2 separate regions of the Mus musculus genome follow, and region 2 is linked to region 1. Evidence: chromatin contacts called from public Hi-C data. All regions are on one chromosome and are shown on one strand. Each heading gives the region's core, a stretch centred on a gene start, on an enhancer-like site or on the middle of the called end of the contact. The rest is flanking DNA. Distances are from core to core; before and after follow the strand shown. Region 1 has its middle 5.9 kb from the start of Mir181b-1. Region 2 has its middle 46 kb from the start of Gm34353.

Region 1 (6,212 bases), core at 2,044-4,543:
CATGTGTTGTTTTCTCTCAAGTACAGTTATTGACAAATTCACTTAGTTAAAATCTCTATTGTTGGGTAGATGTTTTCTGAGAAGTTTTCTCATGGGGCTGGGGAGATGGCTCAGTGATTAAGAACACTGCTATTCTTTCAACAGGACTTGCCTGGAACCCATATCAGGTAGCTCCTAGCAGCCTACAAGTCAAATTCTGGGCAATTGGAGTCCCTTTCTGACCTCCATAAGAACCTGTATATATGTGGCATAGCTCCATAAATACACATACACATGTGCATGTACATACATATACACACACAAAAAGTGTGCTTCTTTTTATATTGCTGTGTTTTGTTTCAAGCCACAATATCTGCCTCTTTGCTGTCCTGAACACTAAAAACTTTGGTTGAAAAAGAAAGAAGGAAAGAAAGAAAGAAAGAAAGAAAGAAAGAAAGAAAGAAAGAAAGAAAGGAAGGAAGGAAGGAAGGGAGAGAGAGAGAGAGAGAGAGAGAGAGAGAGAGAGAGAGAGAGAGAGAGAGAGAGAAAGAAAGAAGAAAGAAAGATAGAAAAATAGAAAGAAAGAAAGAAAGAAAGAAAGAAAGAAAGAAAGAAAAGAAAGAAAGAAAGAAAGAAAGAAAGAAAGAAAGAAAGAAAGAAAGAAAGAAAGGAAAGAAAGAAAGAAAGAAAGAAAGAAAGAAAGAAAGAAAGAAAGAAAGAAAGAAAGAAAGAAAGAAAGGGAAAAGTTACACTTAGGAGCTAAAGGGAACTGCAACCCTATAGGTGGAACAACATTATGAACTAACCAGTACCCCGGAGCTCTTGTCTCTAACTGCATATGTATCAAAAGATGGCCTAGTCGGCCATCACTGCAAAGAGAGGCCCATTGGACTTGCAAACTTTATATGCCCCAGTACAGGGAAATGCCAGGGCCAAAAAGGGGGAGTGGGTGAGTAGGGGTTTGGGGGGGTGGGTATGGGGGACTTTTGGGATAGCATTGAAAATGTAAATGAGGAAAATACCTAATAAAAAATAAATTTAAAAAAAAAGATTTGATGAACTTACAAAAATAAGGCTAAATGGAATTACCTTTATCATACAGAAACAGAGATACAACTTTTCCTTTAATCCTCACAAACCATTAGAGAGAGAAGATATTCTTTTATAAATAGGACAAGACATTAACATAGCAAATGTCACAGTGCAGGCCACGCGAGGGCTTGAGAGCTGTACTGTGGAGTTCATGTTCTAGGGCTGAGGGTGTAGAGTCTGACAGGTAAGGAGTCTACAGAAGCAAATAATCACAGATTCTTTTCAAGGGATGCCTGGGGGTTCTTTAAGAATGCGGCTCCTAGAAGATCAACAGTGTTCCTGTGGATGGTCCCCCTCCCAAAAGTATATGGATGCTCAAAGTGGAGCCAATGGGTTATTAACTTAAAATAGTTTACCAAAAGAGACCATGAATTTGGAGAAGGTCTTACAGGAGGAATTGGGAGTTAATTTGATCAAAATACATTGTACCGAATTCCAAAACATTTAATAAAATATTAAAAGCAAAAAATATTTGGTCTTGCTTACTCATAAATTAACTTAATCTGCACAAGTTAGAGGGCTTTACTTCCTGGTTTCCTTCCTTCCTTCCTTCCTTCCTTCCTTCCTTCCTTCCTTCCTTCCTTCCTTCCTTTCTTTCTTTCTTTCTTTCTTTCTTTCTTTCTTTCTTTCTTTCTTTCTTTCTTTCTTTCTTCTGCTCTAAACTTGATACAAAAGACATGTCAAGCTTATAGTAGATGTGTAATATATGTAATACATTTTGGATGAATAAGTAAGTCAAAAACATGTCTACTTAGCGAAAGCAGTGGAGGTTAACCTTGTGATGGGAAGAGTAGAATGGAGAGCAAGCTGCCAGAGTCTCCTGGGACTCCTCAGAGTCATGAGCTTCTGTATACTGAATTAGATCTTAGATGGCTCCTTGAACATCAGTGAGACACCAAAAAGGAACTAAGGTGAAGGTGGTGGCTGCTTCCCCTATCTTAGTGGAAAGCATAACAAGTGACAATGCTCCCCTCTACCCTGCTGCTTCTGAGTAACCTCAGCAGGCAGAGTTCTCATTGGAGCAAAATGACAGTGTGACAAGATATGATTGGCCAAGAATTTATGCCTAGGGATCGGCTAAGCACTGTATACAAATGTATGTGCTCTGCAATAAATTCAGATCTGCACCCTGATGTTGGTCTCCCATGTCTGATTCCTGGAATTGGTGATATGTCTCTTTTGCCGCTCTCCCCCCATCCTCCATTCTGTTCCCACAGCAGTGTCTATAAATGAATAACTAACTCATATAACTCAATACTTTCAGCCACAGGCTGTGAGTCAAAACTAAGTTGTGGATGTCTTGGGAAGATCTATATCTGTATCTGTATCTATGTCTATATCATCTATATCTATATCATCTATATCTATATCATTTATATCTACATCATCTATATCTATATCTATATCTATATCTATATCTATATCTATATCTATCTATATCTATGGCACACATAATGTTTCTAAATTATTGGACCCTAGTGTTTATGTTTGTATTTATTATATGTGAATTTAACTACTCTGCTTATTTTTTTTAAAGTTTCTTTGTTGTGAGTGTGTTCATATATGTGTGCATGTGTCTCTGCCTGCCACGGCTCACATATGAAGGTCAGAGGAAGACGCGCTGGAGTCTTTTCCTTCCTTTAACCATATGAGTACCAGGGGATCAAACTCAGATCATCGGGTTTGGTGGCAAATGCCCTCACCTGCTGATCATATTGTTGGATCTAACTGCACTACTTAGTCAAATCTAAGAACCTATTGTTGCCTCCAAAATCCATCATTAGAAGAAGAAAAAAAAAAGAGGAAAAACGGAAGGAATCACGATTTTTAAAAATCACCAGTTATGACACTGTCAGCTGCTGAGATGCTAGCAATGTAGGTAGGATTGTCTCAGGATCAGAAAGCAAATGGTGTACCTACAGAATATCCCTATTTGGTTTTACTGCTTACATTAAAATACAATTAGGTTAGGCCTGGAAAACTTGATGTATGTAAAACAGATGGAAAATCTGGGGCACTTATTGTAATTCTGAGTCGTTTAAAGTTTACAGATGTTTAAAGAATTTTCTAAGATTACTTTGGATTCTCGTGGTTATTTTTATCCAAGGTACTGACTTTAAATGTGAATTCTTACCCCTTATCCTTAAGGTAAGGATAACGTGTAGACATAAGCTGATTTTTTTTTCTTAATCTTGAAGATGTAATGAGAAGAGGCACTGGTGAAGTAGCAGTGAAATCTGCATTTTCACAAATCTGTTTGCTTTCTGCAATGCTGTCAGAACGTGGTACAGTTTTGTTAGATCTTAGTCATATTTTCCAATCACTTCGCCATCAACCTTAGACAAATTTATTCCCTTTTCCAGCTCCTTTAAGAAAGCAGATTGTGAATACCTTCAGACTTCCTTAACTAGACATTTGCTATGCAAAAATATCCTGAAATATCAACACCAAGTAACAGGAATAAAATAGCCCCGTGTGTTCACTGCCTGAATTTCTCTAAGTCCCGGACAGACAGCTTGGAACCATGAACATAAAGTCTTAGCTAGCAGTGCCAGATCACACAAAGCCATTTTTAAGATGCCTGGTCTATGTTATCAATCCTCTTACCTTAGGCAACCCCCTCCAGCTGCTTAAGTGCTAACACATGCTTTATAATTGCAGGGAATGAGATGGTTTGCACATTAAAATTAGATGTAGAATGAAAGTGCTTGAACATGGTAAAACAGAAGGGAGTAGTGGGTGGGTTCAGAAGAGGGTCTGAGCATGCCAATACTCACACAGACTTAATTCCAAGATTTGCTTCTCCATTTGAATTCTTAAGTGCAGCCTCTGATTTCATTGCAGAAGGACAAAAAAAATGCATAGAATCTTTCAAAGAATATGAATCCCTGTGAAAATACATCCCCAATTTATAGCGTTTACAGCCATGAGAGATCACAGAGGCAAACATCAGAGATAGTCTTTGAAAGCCAAGCCAAGTAATTTAATGGCCACTAATGACATTTGTAGCTTTCCAGGCTTCTATAGCAAGAGTAATCAGATCCCAGGCTCTGGGGTGTAACATGATCACCTTTTCAGAGAAGAATTTCTGTGGCAGCTCTGGTGCTGCACAGCTGCTCAGGCATGTTGTTGTAATGTCAGAAGGCAAGGGTGGTGAAATCGCCTTTCTCCGGACTATTAGATGGCTTTCACAACTGGTAAACACAGCCTACTACAGGGGGAAGATGTATCCTCCTTTATTATGTAGAAAAAAAAATCAACCATTGCCTAAAATCAAAGTCTTAAAACACTGAAAATTAAAGAAGTATGTATACATGCACTTTCTTGGTTTTGAATTTGAGGTCATGAAATCAACAGTTATCTACTCGATTGTTTCAAAAGCATGCCCCAGGAAGCCCTGCATTTACTTGTACAGCTAAGTGCTGGGGTACATCAGAGTGAGAGCAGACATACTCATTATCTCTTAGAACCTGAACTCTACTTACAGATGAAGATCTCAACCACACTTCTGTAATTAGAGGACTTCAAAAGAAAGGGCTAGAGAATGAAAAGGAGACCAGTGGAAACTTCGAGAAAGAAGAAAAAGTCAAAGTGTAGCTGAGTTTGATCAATGTGCACAGCAAAGGAACACATACCCCTGCCAAAAACTCATGGGAAAAAATGAAACATGTTTAATATAGACAGGAATATTATTAGTAATGTAAAAAAGACTAAAACCTCCTTTACAGTGACAGAAAGAATAAGTCCAAGATCTTTTCATGCTGAAAAATAAAAATGATACAATTGTTAGTTGGTGAAGAGCATTAATTTAGATGGAGTTAAGGTGTGATATGCCAAAAAGATTCTAGGGCCAAAATCCTTTAACAGCTCCACTGTTTAGAGTTAGTCTTAAGATGGCCCAAGCTGGTCTACTGTAATATTTTCTTTCTGCAGATGAAGAAGAGAAGCTAAAATGTTAACTGTTTGGGGTCAGGAGACTAATACAGAAAGCATCCAAGCTTGAGAAAATAACAGGTACAGGCACCTAGTACTGGGAAAAATAATAATTCAAGAAAATGAAAGAAGTTAGTGTGGTGGCTGGAACAGAGTTCCCTGTGGAGGTGGGCTACCCCATGTCCCATTCAAGAGTAGACAAACCTCTATAGTCTAATCTTTTTGACATAAGAAGGTACTCTGTAGGCTATGAAAAGAAAAATAAAATGGAAACCTACCCAGCCACTAAAACTTTCACCTACAATCTATCTTGCCTGCAAGATGTGCTGGGGCAATTGTGGTGTAGAACTTGTCGGAGTAGCCAGCCCATAAAGGTAGACCATGCTCTATGCTGTCCGGATGGACAGGGATAGGAGACTAGATAGGCCAGAGACCTAGTGTATAGCCAAATATGGCTGCCAAAAAAAAAGAAAGAAAGAAAGAAAGAAAGAAAGAAAGAAAGAAAGAAAGGAAGGAAGGAAGGAAGGAAGGAAGGAAGGAAGGAAGGAAGGAAGGAAGGAAGGAAGGAAGGAAGGAAGGAAGGAAGAATTCAATCAATCAATGAAATGATTCCTAATGATATTCTGCTATACTCATAGATGGGTAGATTGACGTACTGTTTGTTTATTATTCACCAGAGAAGCCTCCTGTGGCAGCTGATGGGAATAGATGCAGAGACCCATGGCCAGATACAAGAGAGAGAGAGAGAGAGAGAGAGAGAGAGAGAGAGAGAGAGAGAGAGAGAGAGAGAGAGAGAGAGAGAGAAAGAGAGAGGGAGAGGGAGAGGGAGAGAGTCTAAATTGGAGTTCTCTATTGTGTCCTTCACCTCAGAGATCAGGGAACCCCCCCCAGGAGAGGGTGATGGAGGAATGTAGAAATCAGAGGGGGTGGAGAACTTAAGAAGAATATGGCCTATTAAATCAACCTAAGCAGTCCTCACATGGCTTCACAGAAATTGAACAGTGAGTGCAGGCATATCTTTGCCTCCTTTGCCTGCCCTTGGGATTCTTTTCCTCTTATTGAGATGCCTTGTCTAGTTTCAGTATGAGGGCTTTTGCTTTGTCATATTGTACCTTGTTTTGTACTGTTTGGCTGTGGTCTCTTAGAGGCCTGCTATTTTCTGTAAAGGAGATGGAGGGGCCATGGATATGGAGAAAAGGGGAGATGCA
Region 2 (6,266 bases), core at 2,513-5,012, 68 kb after region 1:
ATATATGAATGAAATGAATAGTCGAGGGGCTGATTTTTATTTTATGTGGTACTACTTAGAAAATACTTAACAGTCAAAAATAGACATCAAAGCTGCCTCTTTGTTTATGTGAAATTATAGTGTACACTTTCAAAAGACAAGGTTTCCCCTTCTCTCTAAAGGCAGACCTAAATATTGAGGAATAAAAAGAAATGACCTCACATGGAAGCTAACTATTCAGGCTAGCGAATGCAACTCTATTTTTGGTACTATCTCATGTATTTATATAAAATAGAGGAGCATTTAGGCCAATTAGTGGCTTGAAAATGATATGGTTTTCCCAGCAGCATTTAATCCTGACGAACTTGAGATGTTCAGAGAGGACCGTACTGGCAGCAGATCATGAGGTTGGTTTGATTGAAGGCAACAAAGCTTTAGCATAAATTAGTTTTTACTTGTTAAAAGAAAAAACAAACTCTGTTTGTGTTTGCAATACAGTTTGTTGGTTCTTTTAATTTGGGGGAAATTCTGGGGAATTCCAGTGCTCAAAGAAGTGAGAACCCAAGCACAGCTTGAGCCTGGCCCAAGCTCACTGGTCCTGTGTAAACACCCACATACGTCCTCTTCAATGTGCCTGGTCTCAGACAGCAGGGTGGACCTGTTATGCCTGGACCTCAGCTAAACCAAGGGTGCCAGGCTGGGGCTGGCTGCCCTGCAACCCACAGAAGATTATTCAGATGCGGGAAAAGGATCCCGGCTTCCCGTCCTGACTTGTATCCAGTGGCTCTGAGAAGCAGGACATGGAGAGAGCTACTGCTGCTGCATCTGTGGGATTCGGAGACTGTCTCTCCTTCCTGTTAGTCCTGCAGCTGTGAAAAGTGAAGACCAGATGTAAACTTTAGCTTTGTCAAAGCAGATTAGTGTAATACCTGACAGGCACAACCCTCAAATGCAAGGCTCTTTGGTAGGAGTTCTAATCTGCAGCCTGCTTTGGTGGCTACACTCAAGGGGAGGCCCCACGGCAGAGGAGAAAGATCTGTTGTTGTTCTTTAGTTTCAATCTTTAAAAAAGGCAAACAACATGAAAATAAAATTAAATTGCAGGACAGCTCACGGTCAAATCTGCAGAGTTTATGATTTCTGGATCACTTTGTGATTTGCACAGCAGCACAAACCTCAGTTACAAGAAGCCCCGAGGGCCTGCCCCCATGGAAACTCTGTGTCTGTTGTGCTTGTTGTAATGTAGAGCGCCTTCCAGGTGCTGGTAAAACACCCGGACCTGTGAAATAGAAGGGTTTCCTTAAAACATGTCAGGAATGTTAGTTTAGAACTTATTTATGACATTCACAAAGACTCTTACTTGTAAAAAGTATTTATTTTTATTTATACACACATGTACTGTGTGTGTGTGTGTGTGTGTGTGTGTATGTACATGTCTATCTGTGGTATGTGTCCACTTGCCCTCTGAAGTCAGAAAAGGGCATCAGAATTATAGCTAGTTGTAAGAAGCCTGAATTGCGTGCTGGATACTGAACTTATAACCCCAGCAGCAGGACTGCATTTAACCATTGCACCATCTTTCTGACCCAAACTCACACATTTTTAATGTGGCTAACCTTCATGAAAGCATCTTGAAGCACTGTGGTTAAAAAGTGCTTAGCCCTCATTTCTATATTTGTCTTCTATAATAATGGAAATTTTGATACGTATAAGAACACCACTGGCTCAGCCTTTCTTGTAGCTAAATGTGGCCGTGTTGTAAGTTCTGACCAACGGCATAAGAACAGAGGTAAGAAGCAGGTGTGTTCAAGTGTGCATCGTCTATATCATACCACAGAAAAAGGAGAGAGCACTACTTCTCTCCACTTCTCTCTCACTTGCTGAAACATTGCTGAGGTAAAGAAAGTCTGTGGCTGATTCAATCATATCAATGAGTAATAAATGCAAAACACACTGACTGTCATTATCAATGTAAATGTTTGTGTGGTCCCAGGCACATTACGTAAGTTCTCCAAATTTCCTTCCCTGCTTTAAAGGCAAAATCCCACAAGGAATATAATAAATATCGGGGGTGGCGATTGTCTATAAAATAAGACAGGGAAGCAGTGCCTGTGTTTTTAAACTGCTGAATGCAAAAGACCAGAAGACAGAAGCAGAAACATGGCTGAGGGAGTGGCCAGTAGACAGGGGAGCCAGTATTGGCAGGCTCATCTCCTTCATGAGGCCACCTTGGGGGATTCCTTGTGAGTAGAGACAGGAGTCTGTGGTCAGTGCTAGAGCTCTTTGTTAGGACTTAACAGTAACAGGAAGAGTGACTCAGTATCCTGCCTTGAAGGATGGAGAAGCTGAGTCTGCTTTGAAACTTCCTCTCTGAAGTGGGGATTTGTCTGGGAACCAGACAATGAGAACTAAGCCTCTGCCTATACCGAGATCAAAGGGCCCAGGCAAGGCCAGGTGGATGGGAAAAGAGACAAAGAGAGCAAGTAGGCTGGCTTCTGACAGCATGAATTCTTACTAGACTGTGGTTAAGCTGAGTTAGTAGGTAAAGCACCTAAGCCTGAAGCTGTAGCCTAGTTCTACACAGCTCTTATTGGTACCTAAGTCTAAATCTTATGACCAGGGGAGGAGATTTTTTTGTAAAGATAACGAACCATAAGACTCACTTATAAGAACTTTATTGTGATAAATCATTCTTTTTTATTTTTATTGTTAATACAGTTGTGTGTGTGTGTGTGTGTGTGTGTGTGTGTGTGTGTACATACATGTTGTGTGAGCACATTTGTATATGTGTGCACGTGCTGGTAGAGGTGAGAAGAACACTCACTTCAGGCATTATTTTTCAGGCATCTTCCAACTTTGGTTTGTAAGAGCTTGCAATTCCCAAGACCTTTACCTAACAGGTTAGTTAACTAGACAGGGAGCTACAGGAATCTGCTATTTGCTGCCCCCCACCCCCATCTCACCATGGCAAGGACGTCTACCATCCTTGCCTTGTGATGGGGATCTCAAAGATCCACGCAGTGGTCCTAATGCTTGGATGACAATTGCTTCTCCTAATCTTGTAATAGATTTTGTACATTATCTCAGACAGGCTTTATTTCAGCCCTTGGAAATAACTCTCATAAGTTCTAAGTTTCATAAGAAAACTGGAACTAGCCGGGCATTAGAAAATTGGTCCTTAAATTCAACCACAGTATTTATCATTAAACTAGAAAGTGTGAACTGGCAAGTAATTAATAACATCGTCTCAATTTTAGAGAAATGTTTTGCAGAAAAACCAAGCTCTGAGCAACTAAGGAATTGTTCTCAAGTCATGCAACTGTGTCAACAGGACATGTCTCAAAAGTTAATTCTGTAAGGTTGATTCACGCCCCCTCCACAGTCTGCCTTGCAAAGTCAGGGCATCCAGTTCTTTAGGAGCTGCAGTTTCAGACAAGCTGGGGCATCTGCCCACCCACCTTTCAAAGGGCCTGCCTGCACTGTAAGCGCAGGGCCTTCTCCTCCTGCAGAGGATGATTCTTCAACAGGGCAGCCATCGGCAGTCCTGTCCACCCCCCTACTTCCCACCACTCCCTTCCATAGACCCAAGGGCCAATGCTCAGGTCTCTGGATTTCTCCCTGATTTCTGCTTGCTAAGTTTCTCAGCCAAGGGAAAACCATTAAGTGTCAAATTGCATGAACAGAGCGTCCAAGTAGCTGCCTGTTCCAGGACCAGTGCCTGCCAAAGGACCTTAAATAAACTCGGCTGCAGGGGAGATGCTGAGATGATTCCTATGTGGTGTGTTTAGTTTGTTAAATGAACACACAGAGCGCAGTTTCATCTGATTAGTTAGCGTGAGTCACAAGAGCAGACAACACAGCAGGCTTTCCCCCCTCTCTTCTCTTCTTCTCTTCTCTTCTCTTCTCTTCTCTTCTCTTCTCTTCTCTTCTCTTCTCTTCTCTTCTCTTCTCTTCTCTTCTCCTCTCCTCTCCTCTCTTCTCTTCTCTCCCTCCCCCTCCCCCTCTCTTCTCTTCTCTTCTCTCCCCTCCCCTCCCCTCCTCTCCTTTCCTCTCCTCTTTCTTTCTTTTCTTCTTTTTTTTCTTTCTTTCTTTCTGTGTGTGTGTGTGTGTGTGTGTGTGTGTGTGTGTGTGTGTGTGTGTGTGTTTGGTGAGGTGGGGGGCGGGGGGAGTCTGTTGGGTAACAAGCCAGTCAATACAGTACTTAGGATGAAAGAAAAATCCATGCAAAGAATGTAGTAACTCTTTATTTATTTATATTTCTAGTCAAAGTAGAGAGCTAAAGTCAGACAGTTTCTCTGAATCAATGGCTGTGTATCTCCGTAGTATAGATAGAAAAATCTTATACTTATAAGAGGAAAGAAAGAATCAATAAACCTTAAATTACAGTTACACGCGTAAACTGCCTCACCACCATTCTTTTAAAAGCCATTATTTCCATGCAATATTTTTCTGAAGGAAGCTGGATCCCTTGTGCACACCTGAAAAAAAAAAAAAAAAAAAAAAAAAACGAGGACATAGAGTCAACTTAAATATTCTTCCTCTTAATAAATTTTATGCCACCTGACTGATTTTCCCATTAGAAGGTGCATTAATATAAATGACTCTTAATGAGTGCCCGGAGCTGGAGGCAGAAGCTCTCGTGTCCTCCAGAGTCCAGGCGATGAGGAAGAGATTAGCAAGGGGCAGGCAAGTCCTGCTTGCTGACACTTCAGTCAGGAGCATGTTGGCTGGAGTGGAGAAGAAGGCAAGTGGAATTATTATGGTGCCGATGCTGGGTTTATTTTTTGCAGATAAAAAGCAATAGAGCGGTCAAGATCCAAAGCGCTGCTTAGTCACCCCAGTGCCATCAGCATAGCATTTGGAAGATGTGAGTTTCAGGCAGATGTTGAGGCTGGGGATCACAGACATGAAAGATCAGCTGTTCGCTGATGAAAGCCATGTCAAAGGATGCCAGCCTGGAAGACAAGACAGGATCTACATGAGGGCAAGAACTGGGCACCCTGCTTTGTTTTGTACACGTTTTGGTTTGCTTTGGTATTTATGTGTGTGTGTGTGTTATTGATTTCCTTCTTTTTTTTTATTTATGTGTTTCTCGTTTTCATTTTGGGGTCTTCAAGAGAGGGAAGGTGAAAGGGAGGGAGGGAAATGCATGGGTTGGGTGGGTAGGGAGGTAGGAAGAAGTTGGAGGAGGAAAAGGAATATGATCAATATATATTGGATACAAATTTTATGTGATATGAGAAGCTGTTTGGTTTTTGTTGTTGTTTTTTCACAAGTTGGACTATGTCAGGGAGACGCTAGTGCATCTCAGAGGTGGAGAATTGGGAGAGGCAAGGAAACTCTAAAGCTAACCAACTGAGCCACAGGGCAGCACTTGTACAGACACAGAGATAGGGAGAGGTCCAAATGTTAGTGCCAATGGCAACAAAGCATCAAGGGAAAACTAAATTCCTTACAGCTGATTCAGGGTCTCCAGCACCCAGGACAGGACCACTCTGAAAAATGCAAGTCCTTATGTGAAAACCCAGGCTACTTTTGTATCATTATCCTGAAGCTGTGTGGAGAGAGACAAGGCTAATAATGAAATTGGGGAACTATCAGATCTCTGAGACAAGTCCACCTTTCTGGGGTGCATCCCTCCTCTGGCCCAAGGATGATAGTGTGAATCCTCAGTATAGCTAATGAAGACAAGAGGCTCTGTGATACAGCCTGTGTGGTTCTGTGATCTATAACTCAGAGGCCAAGGGCAAGCAGTAGTGAGTCTTAAGTCAATACAGGTCACAAGGACAGACTGGATTGATCCTGTTAGGATGCCTACAGACCACAAACACTTGACCAAAGTGGCAAAGAGGTCTTATTCCCTTGTAAGTCAGCTTTCCTCAAACGTGTTCATTTTGTGAGCACGAAGTAAATAAAAATAGCTCAAATGTCTTCTGGAGTCAAGGGCAAACTGAAGACCTGAGTCTTGCCTGAGGCTTCCAATTTGCATTGCCAGCCTGAAGGATCCTATGGCTTAAGAACTCTGCGGAGTCTGTGGAAATCAAAGCCTAGAAACACAGAGGTGCCCATCTCCCCTTGCTGGAAAGCTTCACCTTAAGGAATAGTTTGAGATCTCATGGGATAATTACCCTTAGAGGCGCAGAGTCACAAGGTAAGAGAAATTCACGTGAACAAAAAGCCAAGGTTAACTAGAATCTCCAGGCAAGTGTTTCATCGAGAAAATGAGCCTCACACATATTAAAGGGAGACTGCAAAGCACAGAGTAGCAAAATCAAGCAGGTTCCTTGA

Evidence for each region. Hi-C and Micro-C count contacts between places; a contact is called where the count stands out from the background.
Region 2: a Hi-C map of the N1E-115 cell line shows a contact between it and region 1, with 5 times the contacts expected there. The contact joins two enhancer-like sites. A contact is called at or near these places in 2 of 39 promoter capture datasets (HPC-7-derived erythroid cells and second pharyngeal arch cranial neural crest), 8 of 484 Hi-C or Micro-C datasets (the N1E-115 cell line, cortical neurons, double positive thymocytes and 4 more) and 2 of 115 datasets of contacts at active chromatin or transcription factors (the SCID.adh cell line and T-cell acute lymphoblastic leukemia).

The regions. Positions count from the first base shown.
Region 1 is chr1:137,969,463-137,975,674 of GRCm38.p6, forward strand. No RefSeq gene overlaps it. Among named protein-coding and RNA genes, the nearest start is that of Mir181b-1, 5.9 kb to the left of the region's middle. Within about 2 kb of position 3,294, at least 40 of the 459 cell types and tissues checked have an H3K27ac peak or open chromatin away from gene starts, as enhancers often do. A contact at or near this core is called in the N1E-115 cell line, the SCID.adh cell line and T-cell acute lymphoblastic leukemia, where this site is marked.
Region 2 is chr1:138,037,054-138,043,319 of GRCm38.p6, forward strand. No RefSeq gene overlaps it. Among named protein-coding and RNA genes, the nearest start is that of Gm34353, 46 kb to the left of the region's middle. Within about 2 kb of position 3,763, at least 85 of the 459 cell types and tissues checked have an H3K27ac peak or open chromatin away from gene starts, as enhancers often do. A contact at or near this core is called in the N1E-115 cell line, the SCID.adh cell line and T-cell acute lymphoblastic leukemia, where this site is marked.